Regions from separate parts of the Mus musculus genome. Here region 1 is linked to region 2. The links are chromatin contacts, called in public HiChIP or PLAC-seq maps. All regions are on one chromosome and are shown on one strand. The core of a region is the stretch at or near the end of the contact, and the rest is flanking DNA. Distances in the headings are between cores, read along the strand shown. Region 1 overlaps Slc30a5 (solute carrier family 30 (zinc transporter), member 5). Region 2 holds the start of Mrps36 (mitochondrial ribosomal protein S36).

Evidence for each region. HiChIP or PLAC-seq counts read pairs in DNA pulled down with a chosen protein or histone mark.
Region 1: a contact with region 2 is called in an H3K4me3 HiChIP or PLAC-seq map of pro-B cells, with 2.4 times the contacts expected there. The contact joins the enhancer-like site here to the promoter of Mrps36 in region 2. A contact is called at or near these places in 8 of 39 promoter capture datasets (the C10 cell line, the HPC-7 cell line, hematopoietic stem and progenitor cells and 5 more), 1 of 15 datasets of contacts at CTCF or cohesin (CD8 T cells), 9 of 484 Hi-C or Micro-C datasets (CD4 T cells, CD8 T cells, Th17 cells and 6 more), 7 of 115 datasets of contacts at active chromatin or transcription factors (the 230-238 cell line, the HPC-7 cell line, the SCID.adh cell line and 3 more) and 3 of 9 other capture datasets (adipose tissue, liver and pancreatic islet).

What each region holds. Positions count from the first base shown.
Region 1 is chr13:100,814,285-100,819,353 of GRCm38.p6, reverse strand. It overlaps Slc30a5 (solute carrier family 30 (zinc transporter), member 5), which reads left to right. Exons shown (of 16, transcript NM_022885.2): 6 at 1,141-1,228; 7 at 2,269-2,345; 8 at 4,588-4,758. Among named protein-coding and RNA genes, the nearest start is that of Slc30a5, 17 kb to the left of the region's middle. Within about 2 kb of position 3,618, at least 11 of the 459 cell types and tissues checked have an H3K27ac peak or open chromatin away from gene starts, as enhancers often do. A contact at or near this core is called in pro-B cells, where this site is marked.
Region 2 is chr13:100,742,009-100,747,190 of GRCm38.p6, reverse strand. Mrps36 (mitochondrial ribosomal protein S36) reads left to right here and starts at 2,532. Exons shown (of 4, transcript NM_025369.3): 1 at 2,532-2,661. The coding sequence starts at 2,623.

The sequences.
Region 1 (5,069 bases), core at 2,369-4,868, 71 kb before region 2:
TTGTCCAAATCCTATCCCTGCTGAAAATAGGGATAAAAACTTAAGAAGTTTATCAGGGCACTGGAGGTGTGGCCCAGTGAGTAAGAGCACTTGCTGTGAAGGCAGGAGGGCCTGAGTTCAGGTCCCAGCACCCATGGAGAAACCAGGCCTGGATGTGTGTGCCTTAACTCCTCCAGCGTTGTGTGATAGAGAGAGGCAGCTCCTGGGGCGGACTGGTGAGCCTGCCTACTGCAAACAGCCAACTTCTGGTTCACTGAGAGACCCTATCTCAAAAGGTAGGGTGGAGGAATGAACAAGAGGACTTGAGTTTAGTATCCAGCACCCCCTGTGGGTGGCTCACAGCTGCATGTAACTCAAACTCCTGGGGATCTGACATCCTCTTCTGATCTCTGACATACATGTACAATACACATAGTTAAAAAACAAAATTTAAGAAAAAAAAGTGGAGGGCAATAGAAATTAGCAGATGTCTTCCTCTGGCTTCCTCATGCTTACACACATACACAGTTCGCTGTCTTAGGAATGACTTAATATTCTCAGCATGGCTTCAGGGACCTAGTTCCCTAGAGAAAGACAAGCTAGACTACTCTCTGTGTCCTAATGTTACCAAATACAATACAGTTCTACCAGTTACTGTTTCTTAGCTACAGAGGGCTTTTCAGCCAAAATTAAGATGCTTATCTCTGTAGCCCCTAATGCTTTGTTGATATTACTATGCCTGCTCACATTTAGAAGGAAGTACATTGCTAACATTGTATGTCTTAACTGCTCTTAAAATAATCTGAAGAATTTATCTCTGTGGCTTCCTATTTGTTATACTATAAACCTATATAAACATGATAATGTTAGCTGTCATTTTTCATTTAATATCGATATGGGGTTTTTTGGATTTTTTTGTTTGTTTTGGGGTTTTTGTTTTGTTTTGTTTTGTTTTTATGTTCCTCTCAAGCCATGCTTGGTGGTAACATGCCTGTACTCCTAGCACTCTGGATTGTCAATGCAAGGCCAGCCTGGGCTACCTAATGAGATCCTGTTCAAAAAGAAAAGGGAAAACCATTTTCCTGGCATTTGTGTATTATCATGCTAGGACTTAACTGTTACAATTACAGAGCAAAACATCGTTTCTCTCTTCTCTTCCAGACAAGAGGGGCTGCTTTTTTCATTATTGCTGTGATCTGCTTACTGCTTTTCGACAATGATGATCTCATGGCAAAGATGGCTGAACACCGTATCCTTTTGCACCACACTGGAGTTCCCTAAAGTGTAGGAGAAAAATAGAAGCTGAGTGAGAAATGGTGGAAAGAAATTTAACTCAACAGACACAAGTGTCACTTCCATAGATTCATGTTAACATACTTAATCATGATTCAAGTAAAGAGTAAATTCACTCCAAGTTGAATATTTAGAATATACTCATTGTTCTCTACAGTGCTCATATTTTACAATGTCCTGATGCTAGAAGACAACAAAACGTTTAAATCCCTTGTCCTGGTTTTTACCTAAGTACTCTTGCCAGCTTGGGCTAACCCCATGAACCCAACTTGTAGTCAAGTATTTGTACTCTACTCTGTGACCTCCCTGATTTTCCCAGTCGTGCACCTTAGTCTGTTCTGCGGTCCTCACAGGACCAGTTTCCTTCTGATACTGATACTTAGTATCCTGAAGTTTATTAGTAAGCTGATAGCAGTTTACTGTATATTATAAGTTTACTTTGTTATACTGAGATGAGCTCCAGGTTGCTTCTGATCCATGTAACTCTGGACACACCCTCCTGATGGCTGTTCAATTTGCTGGGGCCTGTGTGGTCCTGCTCTGTAAAGACGGCAAGTTCAAGACTGAAGATGCAGCCTAGGTTCTGTGGGACATGAGTAGACCAAGGAGATGCTGTGCCTGCACGTGTATCTTGTAGGCTAAGAACCAAATGTTTTCACCGCCTCAAGTTCTGTCATAGGTGGAGGCAACAGTACTCATAGAAGCCAGGCCGGCTAGTGTTCAAGAGTCTTTTTGGCTGTGTTTTAAGGCTCTGGCTCAAAAGCCAACAGGAGGAAAAGGACAAAAAAATGAAAGAACTATAGACCATTCCAATTTATAAATTATATTTTTAGAATTAAATTGTTTTGATTTCAAGAGTAATATGCTACTAAGGATAGTTGAATTTGCCATACCCAGACTAGTTTGTAGCTAGAAACAAAGTAGCTAGAATTTACATGGGACTTGCGCTTTGGGGGTTGGGATTTGGAGTATTCTCCTTTACTCGAGTTTCCTCAGCGGAAGGACATCATGATAGTGCTCTAACTCACATGCTCTATACAGCCATTGCCTTTTTAGGGGTGGCAGATCACAAGGTACGTTCGTTTTGTTGCAAATGTGATTGGAAGGTCACAGCAGCTATAACTTGGGAGAGTGGGGGACTGTCACGGCACTCTGGTGGAGTCAGCTTGACAAAGCGAAAGCTGGGAAGCTGGTTCATGAAGCAAAGGGTTTCAAGGAAACTCCCTTCCCGGGGGCCTGGCATTTTCTCCCTAATCTATATAAACCATAAAATTAATTTTTCCATTCCCGCATTAGTCTAGTGTATAGATTCACGTGCACTCTATTAAGCATTACCTTATAGTAAATGCCTTCTAAGATTGTATTCTAACATAGCTAAAGCCTTTTCCCAGTGTTCTTAGACTCCAGATAGCAGCAAGGAGCTTAACCCATTCAGTAGCTAATAAAGCACTAGCCATTAATTTAGTGTCTGAAAATAGAGTCTAATATTCTCACTGAAATAGAAATTTGTATTAGAGACTACATTCCATGCCAAGAGCAAATTAGTATACTATACTGAAAATGGGCAGTCTCCAGATATAGATAAGAATTAACAAGGCCTAGAGAATTTTGGGGTCAGTGACACTACATTAGCCTTGAGGCGTATCAAGAGTTAACTACCCTGAGGCTTTTAACTCTTTGTGTAAAACTCTTGCCTGGCAGAAAGTGCTAATCTCTAATGTAAACATTTATCTGGTCCCTACAAATTCCCTTTGTAGTCACTCCCCTTGCATCTGTGCTAATCTCTAGTGTTATACATTTATCTGGTTCCTTTTGAAGTCACTCCTTTTGCACCTAGAAAAATTCAATGTGCCTTGTTCTGCAATTTATTCTGTATTATAAAAGTCTGATGCTCGACTGGAAAATTACATTCAGATCCAACACCATTCTCGCGTGTTTGGCTGTCTGTCACGCCATCCTAATCTTGCCCATCTACTCTAGAGACTCTTTTCTACTCAGGCATAGGGTCTGCGGCAGGGGACAGGACCTTGTGTAGCCCAGGCTGTCGAGAACCTGATGCGTAGCCAGAGATGACCCTCCTACCTTTACCTCTAAACCTGCATCACAGTGGAGTCTATAATTCTTAAATTTCATTTATACCTAACACATGCTGTTACTCCTAGCACTGAGGAGACAAGAGGATCTCTAATTCCAGGCCAGCCTGGGCTACATCATCAATACTGTCCAAAAACTATATTTAAACTAACTTATCTCAGGGCTGAAGAGATGGCTCAGCCGTTAAGAGCTTTTGCTGTTCTCCACAGGACTTGTTTGATCCCCTGCACCCACATGGCAGCTCACAACCATCTGTAACTCTAGTCCCAGGGGAACCAGTGCACCAGGCATGCAGGTGGTGTACAGACATACATGTAGACAAAACATTGTACACATAACACTTTTTTTTTTTTTTTTTTGTTTTTCGAGACAGGGTTTCTCTGTGCAGCCCTGGCTGTCCTGGAACTCACTTTGTAGACCAGGCTGGCCTCAAACTCAGAAATCTGCCTGCCTCTGCCTTCCAAGTGCTACGATTAAAGGTGTGTGCCACCACGCCCAGTTCACATGACACTTTTAAAACATGAAAATTTATCAGAGCATAATTGTTTCTCAGCCCTACCAAGTACAGAGTGCATAGCTCAGTGATAGGAGTGTTTCCTGTCCTGGGCAAACCAGCACAGATCCTTAGCACTATAAAGTTACGATGCTAAGGTTACTACTAAATACAAAACACTGCCTGTCATTTACATAATTAAATAATTGAGGGTATGGGAAGGGGCTGGGGAAATAGTTCCATTGCTTCAGATATATATTCAAGAATTGAACAATGGCGGCTGAAGCTATGGCTCAGTGGTTAAGAGTGCTTACTGGTCTTACAAAAAGGACCTGTTCCCAGCACCTGAAAACCATCGGTAACTCCAGTTACAGGAGGTCTCTGGCCTCTTCTGCCCTCCGGTGTGTGCACTTACGCTTGTGCACACACGTGCAAAGACTCATTTTATACACACACACATAACACAGTGCAAGGAATGTAGATCAGTGGGTAGAGTGCCTGCCTAACATGTACAGGGTCCTTGGTTCAGTCCTCCATATTAGGAAACAAAGAAAGGCAGACAGATCTCTGAGTTTGAGGTCACCCTGGGCTTCACAGCAAGTTCTAAGCCAGCTGTGGCTGCATAGTGAGGCTCGTCTCAAAATTTTAAATAACGTAAATCTGTAGGGAGATGAGTATGACAGACAGTATGTGTGGTTTTAATGAGACTTTTGTCGTTTCACTCATAGGGTGGAGTACTCTTGCTGGTGCTGGCTTTATGTTGTAAAGTTGGTTTTCATACGGCTTCCAGAAAGCTCTCTATAGATGTTGGTGGAGCTAAGCGCCTTCAGGCCTTATCTCAGCTTGTTTCTGTGTTTCTCCTGTGCCCATGGGTGATTGTTCTTTCTGTGACGACTGAGGTAAGGCTGAGAGTTACTGGTAACAAGTAAAGTGAGTTACTATTGGAAAGAAATTTCAATTCAGACATTTTTTTCAGGCTTTATGGGACAGGTTTTCTCTGTGTGGCCTTGGCTGTCCTGTAATTTGCTCCATAGACCAGGGCGGCCCCAACCTCTGCCTCCCAGGTGCTGGGACTAAAGGCAAGTGCTGCCACCACCACTTGGCTTAGTTCCAAATTTTTTTAATCTAAGACTGACAATGGCTTAAATTATCCTTGCTTTTTCTTTAGTCCCCCCCCCCATTGGAGTTAATTTTAATTGTTTATAAAAGT
Region 2 (5,182 bases), core at 1,283-3,782:
TGGCAAAGCATGCACACAATGCACATACATACACACAGGCAAAAGACCCACACACATAAAATTAAAACAAATATAAATTCATTTTTAAAACACGTATTTTAACCACCCCTGAGTTAAAAGCATTCTAAGCCCCAGCTAATTTATGCTAATTTATGCAGCTGAGACTTCATAAGCTCCAAGCCATGACTTATATCGGAAGTTGTCTGTAAGTTCAGGTTTAGCGGAAGGGATGCTTCCATTTCTTCAGACAAAATGAATTGCCCGAGGATGGTCCTCAGCCCACTACCAGCCTTCTACCTCAACTTCATTGCTTCCTGCCAGCCTTTATCTGTGCTCCATAACTACACATTCAGTTTGCTTCCCAGGCCTTATTGCCCAAACCTACTTCAAGTTATCTTTCCCCTGCTTCAGAACTGGCGCTTTGCTCTCAAAGAGCATGTGCCAATGTACAGTCCAAGGGCTCAAGAGTCACCACAAAGAGGAGGGGGCAGAGGATAACACGTTGTGTGTGGGTCCTCCTTCCACTATGTAGATCCTAACTCACTGGGCTTTGCCGCAGGTTCCCTTACCAGAGCCATCTTATTGGCCCTGGTTTTGATTTTTTGAAACGGGGTCTCATGTTGTCCATGCTGGTTTTGAACACACTGGCCTCGAACTTCTGACTCTTCTGCTACCACCTCCCAAGGATTGGAATTATAGGCATCTGTCATTAGTTACACTCGTTTTATTTGGTGGCACTAGGAATAGAACTCAAGAGCCTTGGATATTCTAGCCAGTGCTGTAATACTAAGCTATATTTGTATCCTCTAAATACATTTTTGACTGTCTTTTTGGCTTGGTTTATGTGTGTGTGTGGTACTTACATGAGTGTACTGGTGTGTACCCATACCCACAGCCCACCCACACACAGATGGTTGTGAACAGTCATGTGAGTACTGACTGCGACTTGAGCCTGGGACTTCTGAAGAGCAACGGTGCTCTTTCCTGATGAGCCATCTCTTCAGCACCCTCTACCTCAAGCTTTTTTATTTTTATATTTTTGAGGCAGGGTGTCTTGTTAAACCTGGAGCTTGCTATTTCAGTTAGACTAGCTGATTAGCAAGGCCTAGGACCAGTCCATTTTTGCCCCCCTCCCCTGCTCAGTAATGGGGTTACAGATCCATGTCCTCATGCCCAGCTTTGTGTGCCTGTGCCTGTGCATATCTCCTGAGGCCAGAGGACGATTTCTGTATTGATTTTTGTCACTCTCTGCCTTATTTCTTGGAGACAGGGTTTCTCATTGAACCTGCAGCTAGGTTGGTGGCCAACTAGCCCCAGTGATGTAATCTTCCAAATGTACACAGCTCCAATGATCCAATCTTCCTATCTCCAGACCTACACAGAACTTCAGCTACAAGAAACAAACAGAGGGAGGCTGGAGAGATGGCTCAGTGGTTAAGAACACTGACTGCTCTTCCAGAGGTCCTGAGTTCAATTCCCAGCAACCACATGGTGGCTCACAACCATCTGTAACAGGACCTGATGCCCTCTTCTGGTGTGTCTGAAGACAGTACAGTGTACTCCAAAATAAATAAATGTTAAAAAAAAAGAAAGAAAGAAAGAAAGAAAGAAAGAAAGAAAGAGAGAGAGAAAGAAAGAAAGAAAGAGCAGAGCACACACGCTTCACACCCAGGAATCTCATAAAAAAAAAAAAAAAACCACAAAACCAGAATCCGAAATACACATGCAAAGAATATGTAAGGTTGAAAGAAAAAGTGCCCTGACTTAACCTTATGAGACAAAGGACTTTGAGCAATGCTGTTGAGTTCATTTTGGATTGGCTATTTACTGCTTGGTACAGGGCCTTAAGAGTGGCTTGTTTTCCCAGTGAGACTTCCTTGAAGAAAATTTTAAGTTTTCATTTGGGAGTGGCTATCTGTGCTAGGGATGGGGACACGTATACACTCTTTCTCAGCTCGAGGACCCCATCTGATACACACCCTATGCATGCTGCTGCTGTCTTGGAAAGTTTATATGTGTGCCAGCCCTGTTGTATTTAGAAGGCCTTGATTCTTTGGAGTCCTCCACCCAGCCCCTCTGTGTCTTAACACTTTTTTTCTCCTATTCTTTTGCAGAGTTCCCTGAGCCCTGAGGGGAGGCACTTAATGAAGATATTCCTTTTAAGGCTGAGTGTTCAAAGGTCTTTCATGATGCATATTGCCTGGCTGTGGCTGTGATCCCCATCTGCTTCAGGAGACTTCTCTGAGGATGGTTGAGCAAGGGAGGGAATCTATGTAACTCCCAAGTTTTAATAAAATCGTTCGTGTTAGGAAGCCACAAGAGGTGGTTTCAGATTAAATTTCGGACTGTACTGAAATTAGAAACTAGCTATCTAGGAGGGAAATGGTCCTAGATAATTTAGGATGACGAACCAAATAGTTCAACTGGTTACAGCACAACGTTGTAATTGGAAGGCCAGAGGTGAGTGTCTAGGCGGGAAGAGGGGCGGGGCGGACGCAGAGGGGTGGAGTTGTCCCTTATAGCTCCTCAGTGACATCACACAGGCTCCGCCCCACGCTGCCCACTCCAGATACTTCTGCAGCTCGTCTGCGCCCCGGAAGCTGCCCCTGCTCGGGGGTCACGATGGGCAGCAAGATGGCTTCCGCCACCAGGGTCGTGCAGGTAAAACCCGGGCCGCTCCCGCGCTTGGAAGGGAGGGAGGGATGGTGCAGACGCAGCGGCAGCGCCGGGAGGAAAGGCGGTGCCAGAGAATGCATCGTGACCGCGGCCCTGAGGAGGGCCAGCGGGTGTATGTGTCTGATAATGGAACCTACGGGCTCCAGGGTGGCCCGGAGTAAATTGGGTCTGGCGCCAAGGGTTCGAGGCCCGCGGCGGGTGGTGGCCTCTGGTCGTGTCCGCTCGTGCTCGTCGGAGGTCGGAGGATTCCCCAGCACCTCCTTAGCCCTCGTAGTCTGCGGACTACGCTGCCCTCCAGCAGTCCGGCCAATCGCTGTTTAATATTGTCCGTGATGTTCGCCAGCCAGCCAATCCGGAGGAAGGCCGTAGCGGGGCGGGGAAGGAAGCAAATCCTGGATCTGATCTGGTGTCCCTTCAAGGACTTGGGAATGGCCGGATAACCGGCCCCTTTGCCTGCTACCTCCCTTGGAGCTGGTTAGAGTTGATCTCTTCAGGCTCTTGGCTAGAGATGCGGGAATGAGTAAAATTCATGCTATTTAAGTTTATTATACTTACTAGTATGTGTGTTTCAGGGTTGGTTTGCCAAGCCTTTCTCCACTGTGCTTAGATAGGCAGCTATGGTAACACTGCTATTCCACCCATCAATTACTAACTGCTGACAGCTTTTTTTTTTTTTATCTACTTCTCCAGCTGTGGTCTCTAAGAAGGAGACGTAACAATTCATGAGTAAGTGGACACAGCCTTTTGTAATTAGAGAGTTTTAAAATTCTGAACATGGAGTATTTTCAGATTAATCTTCACTTATATGCTTTTCTTTTTTTTCTTTTTTTTCTTTTTTTTTTTTTTTTTTTGGGCACAAACACATTTTCTCTTGAAGTTGTCGGAATGATGACCCTAGACCTTTGGAACCATTGCAATGAATAATCTTCAGTTAAGCATTCCGTCGGTAGGCACGGAGCATTGAGTACGATTTTGCAAGCTCAGAGTAGCTGACAAAGTCTGTTATCTGTCCTATATAACCTCATACGTCAATAATGCATATATAACTCAATCTGGAGTGCGGAAAGGAGCGGACATGGTGGCACGCTCAATTAATCCCAGCACTCAGGAGGCAGAGGTAGGCAGATCTCTTGTGAGGTAGAGGCCAGCCTGGTCTACAGAGTGAGGTACAGCCAGAGCTCTGTAGTAAAACTAAGTCTAAAAAATAAAAAATAAAAATAAAGGTGGTGTGTATGTAGGAATTGATATAGCAAAAGAATATAGTCACTGGAGTGATAAGCATTTGAAGACATGCTTGGAAATTCTTACTTTCTGCATTGGCAGGGGGTCCGATCCCAGCCCCCACACTGGTTGTAGCCTCAGCCTAGAGAGTGAGAGGGGAAGGCTAGCAGGGCTCTAGAACTCGCTAGCTAGCTAGACCGATGAGTTGTGGGTTCAGGGCGCCTGAAGGAGGAGATCCTGTGTTGACTTTTGAGCTCCACATGCATGTACATACCACACATGCATACATTTCACAAAGACACAAATGCACACACAAGCAGGGGCAGGTGAATCTGAGTTTGAAGCCAACCTGGTCTACATAATGAGTTCCAGGACAGCCAGGGCCACGTACAGAGTCCCTTCTTAAAGGCAAGGAAAGATAAGAAAAGAAAGGAGGAAAAAAAAAAGGAAAGAAAAAGAAAACTCTTACTCCATTCCGATGGCTCAGAAGGGAGGGGACTTGATTCTGTGACCTCAGTTTGGTCACCGGGTGGAAGGAGGGAACCAACTCCTGAAAGCTTAGCCTCTGGCTTCCACATGCACACACACAAATTACAAAGCAAAAAAAAAATTTTTTTAAAGTGTTTTTCTACAATATACATTTCTGTAGATAAAGGAAAAAGCTGAAACAAAGATTTCGATCATTTTAATGGATTTATAGGCTTAGGAATTACAGGTGTTCTCAGATAATTTGTATTTTTCTACACGTTTTTTTCCCCAGTTTTTACACAGATTGTGTAGTCAGAATAAGTGTTTTGTTGCTATTTTGTCTTTTAATTCTTACTGACCTTAACTGTAGTGAGCTTTCTCAGCAGTAACCAGCCACAGTTGATATTTAGATTGGGGTGAAATCTTGTCTAGTAGAAAGAGCCATCCATGCTTCTGAATAGGGGGGTGACTACTTAATGGCATTTGTTTGTCTTTCCTGCATGGAGCTGAGTGTGAGCTATAATTTAGAAGAGTGTGTCACTTGTTGTTCTTGTTGCTTTTACTCAAATATAAATTTTGAAATATTTTTTAAAAATTAGAAAAAGTTAAAAATAAAAAAAATAGACAGCAAATAGAACAGTTTTGTTTGTGTGTTTTTTATTTGGTTTGTTTGTTTGTTTGTTGTTGTTTTTGTTTTGTTGTTGTTGTTGTTTGGTTTTGGGGTTTTTTTGGCGGCTCTGTGTAATTCTGGCTGCCCTTGAAGTTGCTATGTTGTTCAGGCTGGCTTTGAACTCATGGAGATTCGCCTGCTTCTGCC